Regions from separate parts of the Mus musculus genome. Here regions 2, 3, 4, 5 and 6 are each linked to region 1. Evidence: chromatin contacts called from public promoter capture Hi-C data. All regions are on one chromosome and are shown on one strand. The core of a region is the stretch at or near the end of the contact, and the rest is flanking DNA. Distances in the headings are between cores, read along the strand shown.

Evidence for each region. Promoter capture Hi-C pulls out the DNA fragments that hold promoters and counts their contacts.
Region 2: a promoter capture Hi-C map of embryonic stem cells shows a contact between it and region 1, with 8 times the contacts expected there. The contact joins the promoter of Gpr156 here to the promoter of Maats1 in region 1. A contact is called at or near these places in 17 of 39 promoter capture datasets (the 3T3-L1 cell line, 3T3-L1-derived adipocytes, the HPC-7 cell line and 8 more), 1 of 15 datasets of contacts at CTCF or cohesin (embryonic stem cells), 4 of 484 Hi-C or Micro-C datasets (all in embryonic stem cells) and 3 of 115 datasets of contacts at active chromatin or transcription factors (embryonic stem cells and stem cell-derived neural progenitor cells).
Region 3: a contact with region 1 is called in a promoter capture Hi-C map of embryonic stem cells, with 7 times the contacts expected there. The contact joins the enhancer-like site here to the promoter of Maats1 in region 1. A contact is called at or near these places in 15 of 39 promoter capture datasets (the 3T3-L1 cell line, the C10 cell line, HPC-7-derived erythroid cells and 6 more), 5 of 484 Hi-C or Micro-C datasets (embryonic stem cells and macrophages), 5 of 115 datasets of contacts at active chromatin or transcription factors (embryonic stem cells and large pre-B cells) and 1 of 9 other capture datasets (adipose tissue).
Region 4: a contact with region 1 is called in a promoter capture Hi-C map of stem cell-derived epiblast-like cells, with 2.3 times the contacts expected there. The contact joins the enhancer-like site here to the promoter of Maats1 in region 1. A contact is called at or near these places in 6 of 39 promoter capture datasets (the 3T3-L1 cell line, the C10 cell line, HPC-7-derived erythroid cells and 2 more) and 1 of 9 other capture datasets (liver).
Region 5: a promoter capture Hi-C map of the C10 cell line shows a contact between it and region 1. The contact joins the enhancer-like site here to the promoter of Maats1 in region 1. A contact is called at or near these places in 10 of 39 promoter capture datasets (the 3T3-L1 cell line, 3T3-L1-derived adipocytes, the C10 cell line and 5 more) and 2 of 484 Hi-C or Micro-C datasets (both in embryonic fibroblasts).
Region 6: a contact with region 1 is called in a promoter capture Hi-C map of 3T3-L1-derived adipocytes, with 3 times the contacts expected there. The contact joins the enhancer-like site here to the promoter of Maats1 in region 1. A contact is called at or near these places in 11 of 39 promoter capture datasets (the 3T3-L1 cell line, 3T3-L1-derived adipocytes, the C10 cell line and 4 more).

Annotation. Positions count from the first base shown.
Region 1 is chr16:38,340,303-38,343,373 of GRCm38.p6, forward strand. Maats1 (MYCBP-associated, testis expressed 1) reads right to left here and starts at 1,558. Exons shown (of 17, transcript NM_001081025.1): 1 at 1,355-1,558. The coding sequence starts at 1,475.
Region 2 is chr16:37,915,101-37,917,920 of GRCm38.p6, forward strand. It overlaps Gpr156 (G protein-coupled receptor 156), which reads left to right and starts at 1,396. Exons shown (of 10, transcript NM_153394.2): 1 at 1,396-1,515.
Region 3 is chr16:38,597,703-38,600,867 of GRCm38.p6, forward strand. Arhgap31 (Rho GTPase activating protein 31) reads right to left here. Exons shown (of 12, transcript NM_020260.2): 12 at 641-3,165. Among named protein-coding and RNA genes, the nearest start is that of Gm36482, 16 kb to the right of the region's middle. Within about 2 kb of position 1,664, at least 13 of the 459 cell types and tissues checked have an H3K27ac peak or open chromatin away from gene starts, as enhancers often do.
Region 4 is chr16:38,652,234-38,655,235 of GRCm38.p6, forward strand. The region is part of intron 1 of Arhgap31 (Rho GTPase activating protein 31); the gene reads right to left. It overlaps Gm36482 (a long non-coding RNA gene), which reads left to right. Exons shown (of 6, transcript XR_003951954.1): 6 at 105-260. Among named protein-coding and RNA genes, the nearest start is that of Gm36482, 39 kb to the left of the region's middle. Within about 2 kb of position 1,323, at least 100 of the 459 cell types and tissues checked have an H3K27ac peak or open chromatin away from gene starts, as enhancers often do. A contact at or near this core is called in liver, where this site is marked.
Region 5 is chr16:37,993,534-37,996,659 of GRCm38.p6, forward strand. All of the region lies in intron 8 of Gpr156 (G protein-coupled receptor 156), which reads left to right. Among named protein-coding and RNA genes, the nearest start is that of Gm36225, 6.8 kb to the left of the region's middle. Within about 2 kb of position 1,293, at least 142 of the 459 cell types and tissues checked have an H3K27ac peak or open chromatin away from gene starts, as enhancers often do.
Region 6 is chr16:37,954,504-37,957,438 of GRCm38.p6, forward strand. The region is part of intron 3 of Gpr156 (G protein-coupled receptor 156); the gene reads left to right. Among named protein-coding and RNA genes, the nearest start is that of Gm36225, 32 kb to the right of the region's middle. Within about 2 kb of position 1,273, at least 37 of the 459 cell types and tissues checked have an H3K27ac peak or open chromatin away from gene starts, as enhancers often do. A contact at or near this core is called in 3T3-L1-derived adipocytes, where this site is marked.

The DNA of each region.
Region 1 (3,071 bases), core at 308-2,807:
ATCCCATGGTAGGTGGTGCCATTTCTGGGCTGGTGGTCCTGTGTTCTATAAGAAAGGAGGCTGAGCAAGCCATGGAGGGCAAGCCATGAAGAGCAAGCCACAGAGAGCAAGCAACAATATCCAAGGCCTCTGCATCAGCTCCTGCCTCCAGTTTCCTGCTCTGCTTGAGTTCCTGTCCTGGCTTCCTTTGGTGATGAACAGCAATGTAGAAGTGTAAGCTAAATAAACCCTTTCCCTCCCAACTTGCTTTTTGATCATGATGTTTTGTCCCAGCAATAGAAAAGCTAACTAAGAGAGCATGCAGTCGGTAATTACACAGCCCAATCCAAGAAAACAGGTTTTCAGAAGAGATTCTGGAGATCCAAAGGAAATACCATAAGGCTGAAAATTATGCAGGGCTCAGGTGACAGCCTGTTTCTACAGAGGGAAAAAATCAGAAAAAGAAAGCATCGTGCTTAAATGGTTGCACTTGTTGTGGTATAAATCCAGTAGTCTAGTTAACACTTTTATACATAATACTGTGTACAGTATTGTAATAGGCTCAAGAGGATGACAGACATGTGTGAACCAGAACTTAAGGTCTGGAGAGGAAGACCACAAATGGAAAATCAGGGCATAACATAAACCGGAATTTAATTGGTCCTAGGGGAATGGGTGCACTGAGTTTATCAACAATGTTTTGATTAACAGAAGGTTGGAGAAAGAGGGGAGGAGGAAGAGGAGGAAACCACTGAAAACAAACATGAAGCCAACTGGAACCTCTTTACCCAGAACCCCAAATTTGGATTTGTCAGAACCTGGGGCAGGAAAATCACTATCACTTTCACTGGACATGTGTGTTTGAATGCATTGCGTGCCTCTCCAGCTCTGCAAATCACTTCACACTTTCTTTCTTTCTTTCTTTCTTTTTTTTTTTTTTTTTTTTTTTTTTTGGTTTTTTTCAAGACAGGGTTTCTCTGTGTAGCCCTGGTTGTCCTGGAACTCACTTTGTAGACCAGGCTGGCCTCGCACTCAGAAATTCACCTGCCTCTGCCTCCCAAGTGCTGGGATTAAAGGCATGCACCACCCGGCTCACTTCACACTTTTATGAATGTGCACCTGAATGATTGAAACCAGACTAGGTTTCAGGAAGATTAAATTATCAGAGGGAAAAGGGGTGACCCCCGTCTGGCACTTGGAGAAGCTGCGCACACCTGTGGCTTCCGAAGTGCTGCAGAGCGCGTGGCCCACAGCGTACTTGGGACTTAGGGCTCCCACCTGTGCGGTCCAGAGCCAGAGGGTTTGTCCTGGAGCTTGTTTTTTAGCACACCCTACCAGGTTACATTAGCTCCCAGGAGGAGTGGGCAGTCCTTACCGTACAGGTAATCGTACGTTCGATTGGCGAATCCGCCCTTGGCCCTCCGCACCTCTCTGCATTGATACGGAATCCTCTGATCATTGGGCCTGGGTTCCTGGATGGTCACTGTCTGGCTCATGGTGCTGCCTTTTTCCCTCCCGCCAGCAGAAAAACAGCTATGGGAGGCTTGGTAGCTGTGTACACCGTAGCTATGGCAACCGCAGAAGCACGCAGGGATAAGGGGCGGGGCGAGTTTCAGGAGGCGGGGAGGCGGGGCGGAGAAGTGAAAGGGCAGGGGGAAAGGCTCTGGGGGCAGTTTGAAGAGGCAGAAAGGAGCGACAGAGTAGATTTTGGGATACAGGGTGAACAAACCTGGCAGAATGAAGAGGCAAGACGTGGGGCGACCTGAGGAGCTGGGTACTGGAAGGGAATAGTCAAGAGAAAGGGAAAATCTAGCATGGAAAGAAGCAGGGCCAGGAAGAAGAGGCTAAGGGATAGGGATTCTGCCCAATAGAGCTGACGTCAGATGCTGGGGAAAGGGCTACTTGAGAAAACCAAGAGCTATTTGCTAGTGACCGCCCTTGCCGCCAGTATCTTCTAGAAATCCATGGGAAATCTCTTCACCTGCTAGAATTGGGTACTTTCATTTCTTCTTTTCCTTTCCCTTTCCTTTTCCTTCTTTTCTTTCTTTCTTTCTTTCTTTCTTTCTTTCTTTCTTTCTTTCTTTCTTTCTTTCTTTCTTTCTCCTTCCTTCCTTTCTTCCTTTCTTTCTTTCTTTCCTTCTTTCTTTTTGGTTTTTCGAGACAGGGTTTCTCTGTGTAGCTCTGGCTATCCTGGAACTCACTTTGTAGACCAGGCTGTCCTCGAACTCAGAAATCCCGCCTGCCTCTGCCTCCCAAATGCTGGGATTAAAGGCGTGCACCACCAAGCCTGGCGGTACTTTCATTTCTGAAAGCCTCTTTCCACAAGGTGGAGAAATCCAAGTTCCTGTGTGTTGGGCCTTGGAGCAGTATAAAAGCGGACATTGGCTTCTGTAATAGGAACTCTATCTCCAGGCTGCTGCTCTTGGTATTATGGTGCATGCGTAGTCTCTGCTTTAAATAGATAAATAAATAAATAAATCCTGCAATGAAAACTAGAGAGGCAGAAATGGGTCAGCTTTTGCCCATGATCCATTCTTCTTTTAAAAAGAAATTTCATAGTATCATTTTACCTTAAAATTAGCCAACGCCTCGAACTAATATTGTTCATTTATTTATTCATTCATTATTTTTGTGGCATTGGGAATTGAATTTAGGGTCTCACATATGCTATAAGCACTCTACTACTGAGATACACACTAGTCCAAAATAATCTCGCTATTATCACTAACAAAGTTAATTCTAATCTTTTTTTTTAAGATTTATTTATTATTATATGTAAGTACACTGTAGCTGTCTTCAGACACCCCAGAAGAAGGCATCAGATCTCATTAGGGATGGTTGTGAGACACCATGTGGTTGCTGGGATTTGTACTCAGGACCTTCGGAAGAGCAATCAGTGCTCTTAACCGCTGAGCCATCTCTCCAGCCCAATTCTAATCATGTTGAGAGAACTCTACACAGGGGCTGATTCCCTTTGTCTTATAAGGGAGGGGCCACTGTCTGTCCTTGACTCTGAGTAGGAAAGAGTGATGGGTGATAGAGACAGTGATAGAGACAGTGTTGCCCTTTAAGCCAAAGGGAGTGAGACATTC
Region 2 (2,820 bases), core at 146-2,645, 430 kb before region 1:
AGTGCAGAGCACTGATGGTAGTTGTCTCCCTCAATTATGCTCCACAGTGATTCTGAGACAGACACTCCCACTGCACCTAAAGCTTACCAATGTAAACTGGCCGTCCAGCAAACCCCAGAAATCTGCCTGTCCCCTTCGCTGCCTCCAGCCTTGAGATTACAGGCAGAGGCTTTTGTTGGGGAACCCCAGCAGGTCCTCACGCTTCCAGAGTGATTGCTCTACCACATGAGGCATTGTTCCAACATCCCTGTCCTGGGCTTTTAAACTGAGTAACCCCAAAAGTGGAGAATCAAAGGGGGCCTCCCCAATGACAGCATCTAACTGCACAGAACAGAAACTCACATTTTGCTCAGTGTCTCACATTCAGGACAAGATGTGAGAAACACGCATTGTCCTGAATAAAACGTTTGCTTCATTTCTTTCCCCATATTTTCCTCTCCAATGAAGTATTTTCCTGTGAAAAGAAGCCTTTGGGTGAAATAGTGAGGGAGGGGTTAAAAAATTTTAAAGCCAATCCTCCTTACCATGTGTGATCTGAACCCTGAAGTCCTACTCGGTTCCCCCTCCCCTCCTGTCCCTAAAATATGTGGTCAAAATGTGGTGTTTGAAATGCAAGCCTTTAATCCCAGCCCTCCAGCGGCAGAGGCAGTCGAACTCTGTGAGTTCGAGGCCAGCCTGGTCTCCAAAGTGAATTCCAGGCCAGCCAGGGCTGTTACACAGAGAAACCTTGTCACGGGAAAACACATGCACACACACACAGACACACAGACACACACACACGCATTCCTATTATAAGCAACATTCTTGTCTTTCTAAAATAAACACAAGCTCAATGTAAAGAATCAAAAAATGCCCAAATAAAAAATGAAGAATGAGGAAAAAGAAGAGATGAGAGGGAAAGGCGGGGAGTAAGAAAAAGAAGAGGGAAGGAGAAATGCAAAAGGCCAAGGGAAAGCTAATGGATAACCTCCCCCCGTATCAAAACAAAACAAAAACAAAGCAAAACAAAACAAACAAACAAACAAACAAACAAACAAACAAAAAACCAGAAACCGGGATCTGAGACTGAGGAACCAGGCACAGGACCTGCTCCGGAGGTCTGAGCATCCTCGGGCTACAGGGCTCCTCAGACCGGCGCTGCAAGCGGCTCTTTGAGCACAGCAGCAGGAAGTCGCCCAGAGAACCGCTCAAACAGGAGTGGACGTCTTTGGAGGAGTGGAGGATGCGGGAGTAAAGGGACTCCGGAGTAGAGAGGCCTGCAGCCGAGCGCAGGGTCCGGTCGCGGCGCGGGGTGGCGCCAGAGGAGGGACGGCGGTCAGACAGAGGAGGAGGCGACCCGCAGGGCACCGCGCACACCGCACAGCCGCCACTCCGGCTGTCTACGAGGCGATGGGCGCGGTCCGCGTCCCTCCCGCCACCTTCCAAACCCGAGAGCCCACCAGAGACCGGAAGAGCACGCGCGTCCCAATCCCGGCCGCGGGCTCGGCGCATCTCTGCGGACGGGGACCCCGCAAGGTGAGCACAGTGCGCCCTTGAAGACCCCAGATTTTGTAGGACCTCCCTATGGACACAGACACCTCCAGTAAGAAATGGAGAGGGCAGGAGTCCCTTCTCCTATTCAAAACCTGAGCAGGATATTCAGAAATGATTTAAGAAGTCCAAAAAGTAGGGAAGAGCGCGTGGCCACGCATCAGGGATGGCGTTGATAATTTGGGAGGAAAAAGGGGAGGGGAGAGTGAACCCAGTGTGACTTCTCTATTTTATTGAATAAGCAACAAAGTGCTCAAAAAGGAGATCTCAGAACTATTTCCCACACTCGGGTGATTTCCAAGCGTGACCCCAAATCTACCCTGCAGGTGCAAGCTCACCCCGAGGGCAGGGTGGTGAGCTGACGTTCCCCCACCCCCTCTCTGAAGTCTGAGAAGAAAGTTTTACTACACCGCCTATGTTCTGTGTGGAGGCTTTGTTCCTGGGCACTGGAGGAGTGACCCAGGCTCCTGAGCATCCTTGGATCTGACCAGCAGCAGTTTCCAAGCGTGTTGTAGAGGCTTCCACTTAGAAAGTTGGGCATCACGTGCTACTTCCTTAATGCTTTCTGTTACCTGTTAACATTTCGAGATTAAACTGTGTAGGGAAGACGGTGTAGCCACTCTACCCATTTGTTTATTTTCTGGATGCATGAGAACTAGGTACCTCTGATAAACCTGTTTTCCCAGTGTATTCCTTAAACAAGCTGTGGAGGGAGATGCTAAGAGTGTGAATACTTCATTGAAAAAGAAGAGTTTTCAGATGGGAGTTTAAAACCACCATATTTGTTGGTGTGTTAATTAAGCAGCAAGGCCGCCAAAGAGGGTGGGGGAGAAACACCTTTTCTCCACCAATAGCTGGATTCTCCCAGGAGTTGGAACACCAGCCAGGCTTCCAAGTTTGTAGTTTTAACTGCTGCAGAAGGAACAAATGGGTGTATCCAGATAAATGAGGAGGGAATCACTTGTCTGGGGGCTGTAGACACTTTGACTCTGGGATATAAAGTGCCTTGGCAGGCTGGCTTGAGTTGGGACTCTCTCAGAAAGAGAGGGGGCTCCCTGGTCCCATTTTGTCTGTGTGATTCCCCTGCAGGACCACCACTGTATCTGGCATATTCTTTCTGCTTCTCTATCATTGCCCCCAGCTTTAGCTTCTCTCTGTTCCCTAGAGTTGGTCTGGTCAGAGGCAAAGCCTTTATGGAAACTTGGGAATAGAGAAGCCCAGTCTTGGGAAAACAGGAATGTCCTTCAGCAGAGACCAGGAGGGCAAATAGCTAAAAGCAACTTCTGTCCT
Region 3 (3,165 bases), core at 414-2,913, 260 kb after region 1:
TGGTTTTTCTGTATAGCCCTGTCTGTCCTGGAACTCACTTAGTAGACCAAGCTGGCCTCGAACTCAGAAATCTGCCTGTCTCTGCCTCCCGAGTGCTGGGATTAAAGGCATGTGCCACCATGCCTGGCTGACCTTCCTCTTTGAAATTCCTGAAATCAAGACTCTTGGGTAGCAGACCCTAAGATGCTTGTTGTTATCAAGTAGGATCAGTTTGGGTAGAAGGTCGTCCCAACCAGTCTAAGCAGGAATTGGACCTACTAGAAACTTCTTCCAATTCTAAACAAACAAATCATATTCTCTAGGGCTTCTGAAGGCAGGAACGTAAGGCCTGGTCGACACATGACTCACAAACCTAATTTGGGCCAAACATGATTGCTGTGTGCCTAACACTACATGAAATTGACAGTTCATCTTGGGCCTATGTGTGACTTCATCAACAGCGGAAATTAAATCATTTTCTGGGTGATCAAAGGCTCTCCAATTCTTTCTTAAGGTGTGTGGGATCAGACCCTCCTTGGTTTCCAAGTAGATAGCCAACAGGTAGGCTTTACAACCAATGAGAACCATGGAAACGATCGAAAACACTTAGTTCACCCTCGCTTTGATCTCTAAAAACAAAGTTCTCAACACCCAAGGGTATCCACTGATATATTTTATTGGCTTTGCAATTCTGCTTAATTAGAATATTTATTAGTAGGTCATTTGAATACTGTCAACAGTCCTAGTGAAGGTGCTAGCTGCTGCTTTCTGCCATGGCTTGGTGTCTAATGGTGGGTCTCACCCTGCTCCAGTTGTTTCAGGCTGCTCCATTTATCCCTTTTCTCTGTTAGACCACGCTCAACTGTGTTGGAGTGCTGCTAAGGTACCCAGTGCCCTCTTACCAAATTTTGGGTAAGTACTTGGTAAGGATGGTGACACGTACATGTTTAGTGCCTCCAGAAACCAGAAATTGAACTTGGGTAATATTTTGAATTTTAAGGCTTGGATTAAGCTAGTATTTCATAGCGAGGTCTTGGTCTTGGTTAGGTCTTTTCATATTCCAAGAGCAGAGAATAAAAACCAAATGCTCTTTCTCCAGTCCGTTTTGGCAAAAGGGAGAAAAAGTAGTCTGGGAGGACTATTTTGTAAATAAATATGAATTATCTTAAGCAAAGATAATATGCCAAAAAAAGTGTATGTGTACATATTTCATTTGAACTTCAGTCTTTGAGCTACCCCTTTTTGTGGACTGGCAGTTGCCCTGAAGACCTGCTCTCCTGCCCTTTCTGGCACATCAGCAGGTCCTGATAACAGTGGTGCTTCTCCCAGACCCTGGATGGAAGCAAGTAGAGTGATTCTCACTTGGCTATTCTCAGGGGTCCAATATGAGAGCTCCAAGTGGTGGCCAAATGGCGACCCCAGCATTTTGAGGAACAGTGCCTTTGTCATGAAATGGGATTTTACGAGCACCAGGCTCACCCAGCGCACTAAATTTACCACCATGTGTGTGACAGTTGTTAGAGGACCACACTGGAGAGGCAGGGAGGGCACTGAGACGGTGAAGATTCCAAGCCCTTCTGGAATTGGCTGGCTGAGGAAAACCGAAGTAAGGACTATTTCCAAACAGATGACAGTGGGGCATGGACACGCCCACATGTCTGCTCTCCTGAAGGTGATGTCATAAGTGAATGGTGTGTAAGGGAACGTGGTAGTCATTTTGAAATCAGTCCTCAGAATTTAAGTCACCTGCCAGTGTGGAAATGATTGCTTTTTTGTCTTGCTGCCAATAAAAATACACCCAGAAATATTAGGAAAGAGAACAGCCATTAAGTTGTCTCAGTGTTTCGTTTGGTACTTGGCTCTTTTCCTGTCACATTCTAACTGGAGCACGTCTTTATCAAAGCATACACCGACATTGAGCCTGGCACCAAGCTTGTCCACCGTATTTCCTGATTGAGGCAGGAATGCACTTTTCAGGTCTCCAGAACATAGCCACTTTTCGCCTCTCCACACCATATTTCTTCACCTTTCATGACTAGGGAGAAATGCTATGTCCTAAGACTTCTTGTTTGGTCAACATCTCAGTTTTTGTTGGTCCAGTGCTTTCCTCACCTAATGAGAAAGCAAAGACTGAAGGCCTATTAACTGTTCCCCTTGCTCCTCATGGAGGGTCACTCTCTTTAGGTCACTCTAGGTATCCTTGCATCAGGCGCTGGCTTAACAACAACAACAAAAAAAAACCAAAAAACAAAAACAAAACAAACCAAGGGCAAGATTTCAAATCCTTAAGGTGTATCAGGGAAGGAAAGGAGAGCATGAGATCTGCAATGGGCCATCAGCTTCTACACTCCCACTGGAGATGACTTCAGCTTAGCCCCTTACCCACTCCAGTACTGGCTTTGTGGGCTCAGCCCAGAGATACTGCCAGTCTTTAGAGAAACTTGTGCAGTGACCAAGCTTCTGGACAGTTTAGCCAGGCTGGAATCTGAGAAGCGCCCCGTTATGCCTTTGTGGGGGAAGAGCCAGAAACCTTCCTCCAGCAGGTGTAAGGGACATCAGACAGGTATACTGCATCTGCTTGTGTCCAGACAAGAGTCAGAGCAAGTCAGAGCACCCGAGTGGATGGTGGATATGGGAAATGCAGACAGTGCTGTCTCAAATCTGCCCTTGAGCAACAGTGAGAGGAGGAGAAAGGAAGAGAGCCGCTGGCTAAAGGCAAGGCATTTCTGAGGACAGTGACAGATGGGGCTCCTCCTGGCCTCTTTACACATCCGGCTGGGCCCAGGCTGGGGCTGGAGAGTAAAGGTGAGCTAGAGCTTTCCTTTTAATGCCTCACCAGCTCAGACACATCAGGTCTGAAGTTGTGCCTTCCTCTATGACATGTGGCACCCGGACTCTGGTACTATTAAGAGAGCAGACACATCACCCCTGCCTACCTAGACGTCTTGTGGTCCTCCGCTCAGGACTCAGTCTGCCTAGCTACTGGATTTGTTAATCAGCACGGTGGCAGGTGGAGTCACAATAAAGCCAGTACCAAGAAGCATTTGTAGGTGGGACCAGTCGGGGCTTTGCTCTTGAGTACAGACTCTGACTTTCTGTGCTGATTTGTGGGTCGCCTCGGACAGGTCTGCAGCCATCCCAGGGAAAGCGCACAAGGAGGTTCCCCGACCTAGAGATCTTACGTGC
Region 4 (3,002 bases), core at 73-2,572, 310 kb after region 1:
TTTCAGGCGATTTATGTCTTGCACAAGCTTGTCTAGTGACTGAAAACACTGGCTGCTTTATACACTTATTTTATTTAATATTTTAAAAAAATTTATTCTTTGAGGATGGCCGGTTGGCTCAGTGGGTAAAGGCACCTGCTATCAACCCTGACGACCGAAGTTCCATCCTCGGGCCTGCAATGATTGAAGGCACAGAACCAACTACCACAAGGTGTCCTCTGACCTTCAAACCCTCCAAGCCTCAAGCAAATAAATAAAATGTAATTTAAAAATAAAAAATTGTCATTGTACAAGGATTGTAAGTAATTATTTAAAAATTAAAAATTGTCATTGTACAAGGATTGTAAGTAATTAGTAGACAAAACAACAACAACAACAACAACAAAAAACAAAAACAAAAAAACCCCAAAAAACCTACAGATGGATGTAAGAATAAGAGTCATCCAATCGCATCCTCTGTATTAGTTAGCAATGAAAGTGCTTCAGTGTCTGTGATGTAAGAGATGTGTCCACAGCCACACAGTTTACCACGGGACTTAGGTGGGGCTTGCGGCAGGAGCTATTCCCAACAGCTTATAAGAGGCAGGGAGTTCTGTCAAGAACCAGCGTCTTAGAAGAACAGCCTAGGGGAGGGTCTCCATATTAATGTACAAAAGGGTCTCCCGGGAGCTGACAGAAAACAAACTCAGAAAGAGTTCCCTGAAAGGTGTTAGGAACACTCTTGGAGAAAGATCAATAATGTGTGTGTGTGTGTATTAGTATGTATGTATGTATGTATGTATGTATGTATGTATGTGTGTATGTGTGTGTGTGTGTGTGTGTGTGTGTGTGTGTGTATGTATGTATGTATGTATGTATGTATGCATGTATGTATGCATGTTTGGCGTGAAAGGAGGAGTGGGTCAGTTGCTACACCAAGCTTTTGAAGACACAGATCTGCCCGTGCGTGAGATAGCAGAATCTCCATCCTTTCCTCGACATCACTCTCTCTACTTACATGTGGGACCCTGAAGACCTTGTCACCCCTTTCCCAGACTGGAAAACACCCCAGCAGATACTGAGACTATGGTCTTTAAAACCTATGCGAGAGACGCCAACCCTAAGACTAGTCCATCCACTTCAGAGAAAGTCGTTTTCAAAGCAACTCCAATCCCTGCACACCTCTGAAGAGTCAAGGCCTTCGCTTATGATGCGGATCATGAGAGCCTGAGTCATTTAAGTCTTGGCTTTGTGGCCCCCGGGGGAACGGAACTGAGCTCTAAGGGTGGACTCTGCAGCCGGTGCCCCTCCCCCTTTCCGTATCACAAACTGGTTCTCACACTGTGTTCCTGCAGAGGGGCCTCCCCTGCACCTCAGCAGACAGGGCTTTTATCTCTCATGGAAAGCCAGGCAAACACTCACAGCAATCTGTGGTTTGTTAAAACCACAAGGCACGGTGACATTCAGGCTTCTGTCCCGAAGATTAGCAGCTCAAACATCAGTCCCATCCTCTGAAGACCCAACCAGAGGCCCACACTGAGAGCCCCTGGTCTGCTCCCTCCTCCCACGTCAGTGCTATCTTCAGACATGATTTTTGCCAGATATGTCTGGGATTAAGGCTGAAAGCTTATGACTTGGAAGGGACTTGGTTAAACACGCCTGACTCGGTGCCAGGCAACCTGAGGCCCCAGGACGTTCAGGGCTCCATCCACGGCCACCCAGCTCAACAGCAGCGAAGCCCGGAGCTGGAGAGAGACTGAACCACGGCAAGAGTCGTGTGCCAAGTGCTTCAGATCTCCTTTCTCTCTAATTTTCAGAATTAAGGCTTAACTACCCAGTAGGCTTCTCTGTGACCAAGCTAACACACACTTTGATGGCAGATGTAATTCAGGGTGTTCAAACTTAAGACTCTCCCTTAGTGGTCAAGTCAAATTAATCATGTTTATCTGATCCCCCACAAGTAGAGCGATGGGCCAGACTCCTGTGTGACTCAAAGTTGTACCTTAGTACGCTGCACATGGCATCAGCTTGCAGGCAGGTTAGTTCAATTACATGGCAGCTAAATATCGGGTAGAGCAAAAATGTCAGGCAGAGCCCTTGTTCGTTCTGTAGCTGTGGGCCAGAGTCATTGGATTTAATGACATCTTTCTGCAGAGGAAAGGGAGCGGGCTGCCAGAGACTGCCTCCCCTCTGTAAATATGCAATCTTCTGATCCCATGCAAAGAGGAGAGGAGGTTCGTTTATTTTTGTAAGGATCTGGTGATTCCTGTTTGAAGAGGGTGTAGGCTTGCAAAGGATTGTCCAAGGCTTAAATTTCCTGCACAGAGATGGAAGTAGTAGGCTCTAAGGGTGTGGTCACAGCTGGGAGGGAGTGTCCTCAGGCTAGGTGCTGTGAAAGAATACTGAGGACTGCAGAGGAGATCTGAGAGACATTCTTGGCCATCAGCTCCAGGGAAGATGGGGCAGATTCTCAGGCCGAGGGCCCAATGGAAGATCAAGGGGATTGACTGGTCAGGAGCCAGGAGGTGTGACCCACTCTCTACCTACAAGAGCTGGCCTAGGGAGAGTAGGCAAAGGGCCTTTAAGTGACCACATATGAGAGATGGACAAGGCCTGATAGCTTTTATGATCTGACTCAAGATAAGAAGTCCCTGACGTTTGTCTTGTGATTTGCAACCGTGTGCTGATCCTACTTGGCGAACTTCAGTAATTGTCTCTAAGCATCTGAGAAGGAGACAGAGCAAGGGAAAAGAGGTCGCTGTTCGGGTCTCTGCATGAGACAAACCGAGGTCATAACCCACCCTCTTCTATAGCTCCCAGGTAGATTTACCCATCCAGACCTTCTTGGTGCCTATTCTGTGCATAGGGACTGAGTACCAGGTATCAAGGACATAGCCAGAAGCAGAGCTGGAGTCCTCACCTTCGGGGGCCTTGTGTGTTGTGGGAAGAAGTACATAAATCTTTCTCTGGCTTCTAGTTAAGTAAATGAGCTCTGGAGCCAGGCTGCCTGTGTTTTCACCCTT
Region 5 (3,126 bases), core at 43-2,542, 350 kb before region 1:
CAGCTAGAGGTGTCCCCAGAACATCATTTGGAACACTAGAGGTTGCCTAGAAGGCTTCTGAGAGACAGACTTTGTACTGTCCTGGGGGCGACGGGGAGCAGGCTGAGACTGTTGATATATCCCTTTTATGTTCTCTCTGCCTTGAATATATGTAATGTCTGGTGTGATGGCAGTCGGCTTATGATCAATAAACTATATTTATTACACTAGGAGACTCTAGTTCCTTCCATGTAAGGGTATACATTCAGGAGGAGAGGTCTCTTAAGGAAAACACACAGGTACAAAAGTGAACAAGCCTCTGAAGATTTCGTGACGATGCCTTCTTCCGCAGTAGAAAATGTTCCAAGCTATTTATTTTGCTTGGTCAATAGGATTCCAAGGACATTGCCTCTTTTCAACAAAAGTAAACCACAAGGCCAGGAATCTAGTCTTAGATGATGAAATATTGAACAGGGATTTAAAAAAATGATGTTAGGTTGAACTGAAGCACTGAGTGGGCAATCTGGACACTACAAAAGTATTGAGCTAAGAAATGAAGGAAGCAAAAGACAGAGAAAAATAAGAGACTGATTAAAAAATATAAAGAATATGAAGAATCGGTCTAGGGGCGAAGTTCATCTCTGAAGGAGGGGGAGGGAGAGAGGAGGGAAACAGGAAGGGAAGGGGGGGGAGGAAGGCAGAAGGGGAGAAGGGGAGAAAGAACTTATCACCAAGAAATTTTAAAGGAAAGGCTTTCTGATTTGAGCAAAATGCCCTTTGAAAATGGAGGGAATCCACAACCTCCCTGCATGGTCCTAGTTTGGTTTCTGCTCCTCGCTCTAACCCTGTGCATCCTGAGCCTCAGACACAAGCATTCTGCTTCCTCCTTCCCCTCCCTCCCTCCCTCCCTCCCTCCCTCCCTCCCTCCCTCCCTCCCTCCCTCCCTCCCTTCCTTCCTCCCTCCCTCCCTTTCTCTCTCTCTCTCTTTTCCCTCTTAAACTGACCATGGTATGAGACTAAACCATATCTTATAGTATTGTAGATTTAGGGTCTAAGTTCTTTTCATCAGAGAAAAATGACCGAGGTCTGTCCCTAAACTGATTTCATCTCTGGCCCAAAGATGTTTGGCAGAAGCATGGCTTTCCTTGTGAGACTCACACTGAGTCCCCAGGGCGGTGAGACAGCTGAGCACATTATGGGAGTGTCCCAGGGAACCTGGGAGAGGATCGGTTGGTAGCTGCAGGGAGATGAGTCCCCGGCTGGCCAGAGCCTTCAGATCTGCTGTGACTTAGAAGCGTCTCTAGGCAGCGCTAGAGAGCAGGGTGAAGCGAATATAAGGCAAAAAGCTTGTACACACATGGGCTGTCAGGAAATGCCTGGGTGTATCTGATGCCAAGCGCTGAGGTCATCGCCAGCCATTAGACAACCCCTGCTTCTGCGACCTGAGCGTGACCCATCCCCCAACTCCCATCCCCCACCCTTCCATTCCGTTCCGAAAGACAAAATTCCAAGGACATTTGCTTTTCCTGCCCAGCGTACACGACACACTTAGGATTTGTCCCCTTTATCTAGGAACCACAAGACTGGAGAATTGTACAGAAAAGCTTCCTTCACTTATTCAGGTATCCTTTGGTCACATCTTAGCCACTGTGGACATGTGGTGAAGCACAGGGCCCTTCGCCTCCTTAAGTCTCATAGGGAGTATTCATAAGAAGAATTACAATGTGCATTGAATGCTTTGGAAGCCTCCCCAGACTTTGCTAAAACTTGTGGCATCTTCACATCAAACGAGCGTTGGAGGACAGTCTTGAGAGAATAGCAGCAAGCAGATCGGAAGAGATAAGACAAAATATGAGAAAGAGCTCCCAATAGTGGGAGGAGCTCCAAGGACGGAATATCCCTTTTCATCTTATCATTTTAAAAATTATTTTACTTGTGTGTATGTGTGTGTGCATATGCATACGTATATGTGCATGGGCGTATGATGTGTGTACATGCCATGGGCGTGGATGGAGACCAGAGGGCAACTCAAAGGAGAAGTTAATTCTCTCCTTCCACTAGGGGGGGGGGGTCTCTGGGATTGAACCCAGGTCACCAGGCCTAGCAGCAAGCATCCTTACCCACTGTGCCATCTTGCCTCTTTGCTAAAGTCGACTTTATTTGTATTTTTTTATGTGTATGAATGTTTTGCCTGCATGTATGTCTTTGTACCAGGTGCATTATTGGTGCCCACAGAAGCCAAAACAGAGTACGAGATCCCCTGGAACGGAACAGACAGTTGCGAGCCACCATTCCTGTGCTGGGAACCAACCTGGGATCCCCTGGATCCTCTGCAGCTCTGAGCTTCTAGGAGCACGGCGTGGCCTGTTACAGATGACGCTGTACTCCCACAGGAGTTCCTGTGGCTGCTCTAATAGGTGCCAATGGCTTTGAGCAGAACAAATGTAGTATCTTGCAGTTCTGTAGGGCAAGTATCAAAAATGGGCTTTATTTGACTGAAACCAAGGTATCACCTGATCTACAATTTTTTTTTTTTTCAGAAAAGGGGGGACTCCATTTCCTGACTATTTCAGCTTTTAAAGACTACTTGCCTTCTTTAAGGCCCTTCCTTCCCTTTCAGACCCAGCAATGGGGCATTCTAATGGCTGCCCTTCCTTCTCTTTCTTTCCACCTTCTCTGGCCCTCCTCCCTCTCTCCATCCCAGCTCCTCTCATTCTTGAGACAGGGTTTCTCTGTATAGCCCTGACTGTCCTGGAACTCACAGAGATCTGCCTGCCTCTGCCTCACAAGTGCTGAGATTAAAGGCGTGCGCCACCACCCTCATCAGGCTCCTCCTTCTCTCTTATATGGACTCTGGTAATGACATTGACTCCACCTGAATACTCCAGAATAATTGTTCCATCCCCAAGCCTTAACATCACCATCACAAAATTCTACTTGCCATCTTAGGTTACAGTCAACAAGTTCCAAGGACCCAGAGATAAGGAAGAACTGTGAAGAGCTATAACCCAGCCTATAGCATCCACATCACCCAGAGGCCAGAAATAAAAATGTGCTGGTCCTTTGGAGGAACTACCTTGACCCTTGAGGATTGAGTAATGGATATCCCAGAAAATACAGAGTCAAGTCTCAAGGACTGGGACCTTC
Region 6 (2,935 bases), core at 23-2,522, 390 kb before region 1:
ATGCCACTGGCGTGTGGGGACAGGGCAGGGAGAGAGATGCGAAGCAACAGTGAGATCGTGCATAGAGAAGGTCTTTCTTGGGTCCTGCGTGTGGGATGGGATATGGGTGAGAGTGTGTGGAGGTTAATGAGGCAGTAGCAATAATCCATAAGAGCAGCCTCAGCTCAGTGGTTTGGCGCTCTTTAGCCATGTGGCAGACAGGCCTAGATGGATATTCAGCCTGGATGAACTGCTCACACCATGCGTGTGTGTGTGTGTGTGTGTGTGTGTGTGTCTGCGGATTCACATAACTAGCCAGGCATAGTGGACAAGCCTTAGGAGTCAGAAGCAGGAGGCTCATGAGTTCAAGACCAGCCCAAAATAAAATTTCTGTCTGAGGAAACCAAAAATAAATAAGCATCTTAAAATAAAAATAGATAAGACACATGGGCCAGCAAGATAACCAAGTGGTAAAGGCACTTGCCACCGAGCCTGACCTCCTGGGTTCAATCCCCCGGGGCCCATATAGTAGAAAGACAGAACTGTCTCCCATAAGTTGTCCTCTGACCTCCACATGCGCACACACAAGCACACTAGATAGATAGACAGACAGACAGACAGACAGACAGACAGACAGAAAACAGAACACAACTGTCGTTGCCCTATTACAGCTGATGATGAATGAGATTTACTGAATTGGGAGGAGGGTGTTTTAACTCTCTTACCACATAATGAGATCCTTGAAACTTAAAAAAAAAAAAAAAGATTTGTTTTTATTTTCATTGGTGGTTTGCCCGTATGCATGTCTGTGCACCACGTGCATGCAGTGAGTGCCCTCAGAGGCCAGAAATGGACCCCAGATCCCTAAAACTGGGAGACGTGAGCTGCCATGGAGAAGCTGGAAATCGAGTCCTGGTTCAGTATTCTTAGCCACTGAGACGTCGCTCCAGCCCCTCTTCTTGAATTGTTAATACTTATACATTTATTTATTTATTAGTGGTACTGAGGGTAGACCCCAGAGCCTTGCTCGTTCCAGGCAATTAGTCTACCACTGGCCACACCCCGGGGCCCCTGAGGGTTTTCATCTTTGCCCTCCATTGTGCCCAGACTATGCTGTTTCCCGAAGGACCGCTTCAGCTGGTCTGGAATAAAATCAAGTACAAGGATAAGCTCTTGGAAGACAGACAAGCTCTTTCCCCTCTTTAACACAGCTTCAGCTCTACAGACTGTGCATAGCAAAGCAGCTGCCTTAACTGTGACCCTTTGGCCCACTGCTTACTCCCTCCCCAGACACGACATGGCAAGTTCCCGAAGCCCTTCTGCCTGTAGTTTTACTGAACCTTCGTCTCAGTCCCAGCGTTCTACTGAAACCATCTGCTCTGGGCACACTACTGGCCATGTGCGCTGTACTTTTAGAAGGCCTTTGTGCATTCAAGGTTTTACGTGGGTGACTGTTGTTTATACAATTAGCTACTGGAGCCAGCATGGTAATGCAAGTCTTCACTCCCAGCTCTCTGAGCAGGCAGATCTGTGAGTTCAAGACCAGATTCGTATACACAGGAGTTCTGGGTCAGCTGGGAGTAGATAGACACCCTGTCATTTAAATTAAACACACACACAACACACACACACCCCAAATTGTCACAGTGTGCCAGATACTATCTAGGTTCTGTGTGGGTCAAAAAAATGGGGTCCCGAGTCTGGGTCGCTGGGCGTGGTGGACGCAGGGAGTTTGCCACAGGACCTCCGCTTCAGGGGTGAGGAAGGGGCAGTCTGGGGGTCCCCACGGACCTGTCAGAGTCAGACTCCAACTCTTGGGTACCACAGACGCTGCTAGGTACCAGGGAAGAGCCAGTTCTGGGGTCCCTGGGCCCCACGGAGGCCAGGGATGTCAGGTTCTCAGGTCTGGACACCACAGTCGCTGCTGGATGTTGCGGAAGAGCTGAGAATGGGTGGGGACCCACAGGTGGACTTTGGCCTGGGAGCTGAAGGGGAAAAGGCAGGAGGAGAGCTCCAGCTGGTTAGTGTGGGGAGGAGAGTCTTGGCTGGCTCAGAGGGCTTGCTCCATGGGCGGCTTGGGTTGGTGGTGGGGTTAGATTCCTGGCTTGTTAGGGGAAGACCTGCTCTGCGGATCCCGATGAGATGAGACAGTCCCTGGTTTTAGGGCATTTATTGTAGAAAGGCGGAGAGAGGGAGAGAGTAGAGAAGTAGAGGCCAGCCAATGGCCACATGAAGAGAGAGAGGAGAAGGGAAAGCGGAGAGAGGGGGAGCAAAGGAGCAAGAGAATAAGAGATAAGAGCGGGAGGAGGGGGCAAACAGCCCCTTTTATAGTGGGCTGGGCCATCCTGGCTGTTGCCAGGTAACTGTGGAGAGGATCATACCTGGCTGTTGCCAAGTAACTGTGGGGGTGGAGTCCACACAGAATACCAGGAGCTTGGGGCATTGCCTATGTAACTGATAGCCACACACCTCTCTTTGGGGGCGGGAGGGCTGTGGGAGGCTGTAGCTGTGACAGGAGCCAGGGCCACTTTATATCCCTTAGGGTCACCGGGATTCCAGGCCTGTGCTCAACTGAGGACCAGGCTGTCTGTGTACAGCTCACTGCCCCACAGTTCTGGGGTCATATTAAAGGAGAAACTAGACACACACACCGGGGGGGGGGGGGAGGATGGGGGGGAGAGAGCATGAGAACACAAAAAAATCACATTCTTCATGGAATTTGTTTTCTCAAAGTATGAGTCAGAAAATAATAAATATATGGGATTTTAGTGAAGAGAAATAGTGAATATGAGTTCTTAGGATAGGGTAGTTTAGACAGTGTGGCCAGATAAAACCTGACTGAGAGGTAACACTTGAGAATAGATTAGAATGGCTTGGGAAACAAGTCATTAGGAAAAACCAACCCTGACAGAGGGAACAGAGAGTATGAGACCCCTGAAGAAGGAACATGCCCACT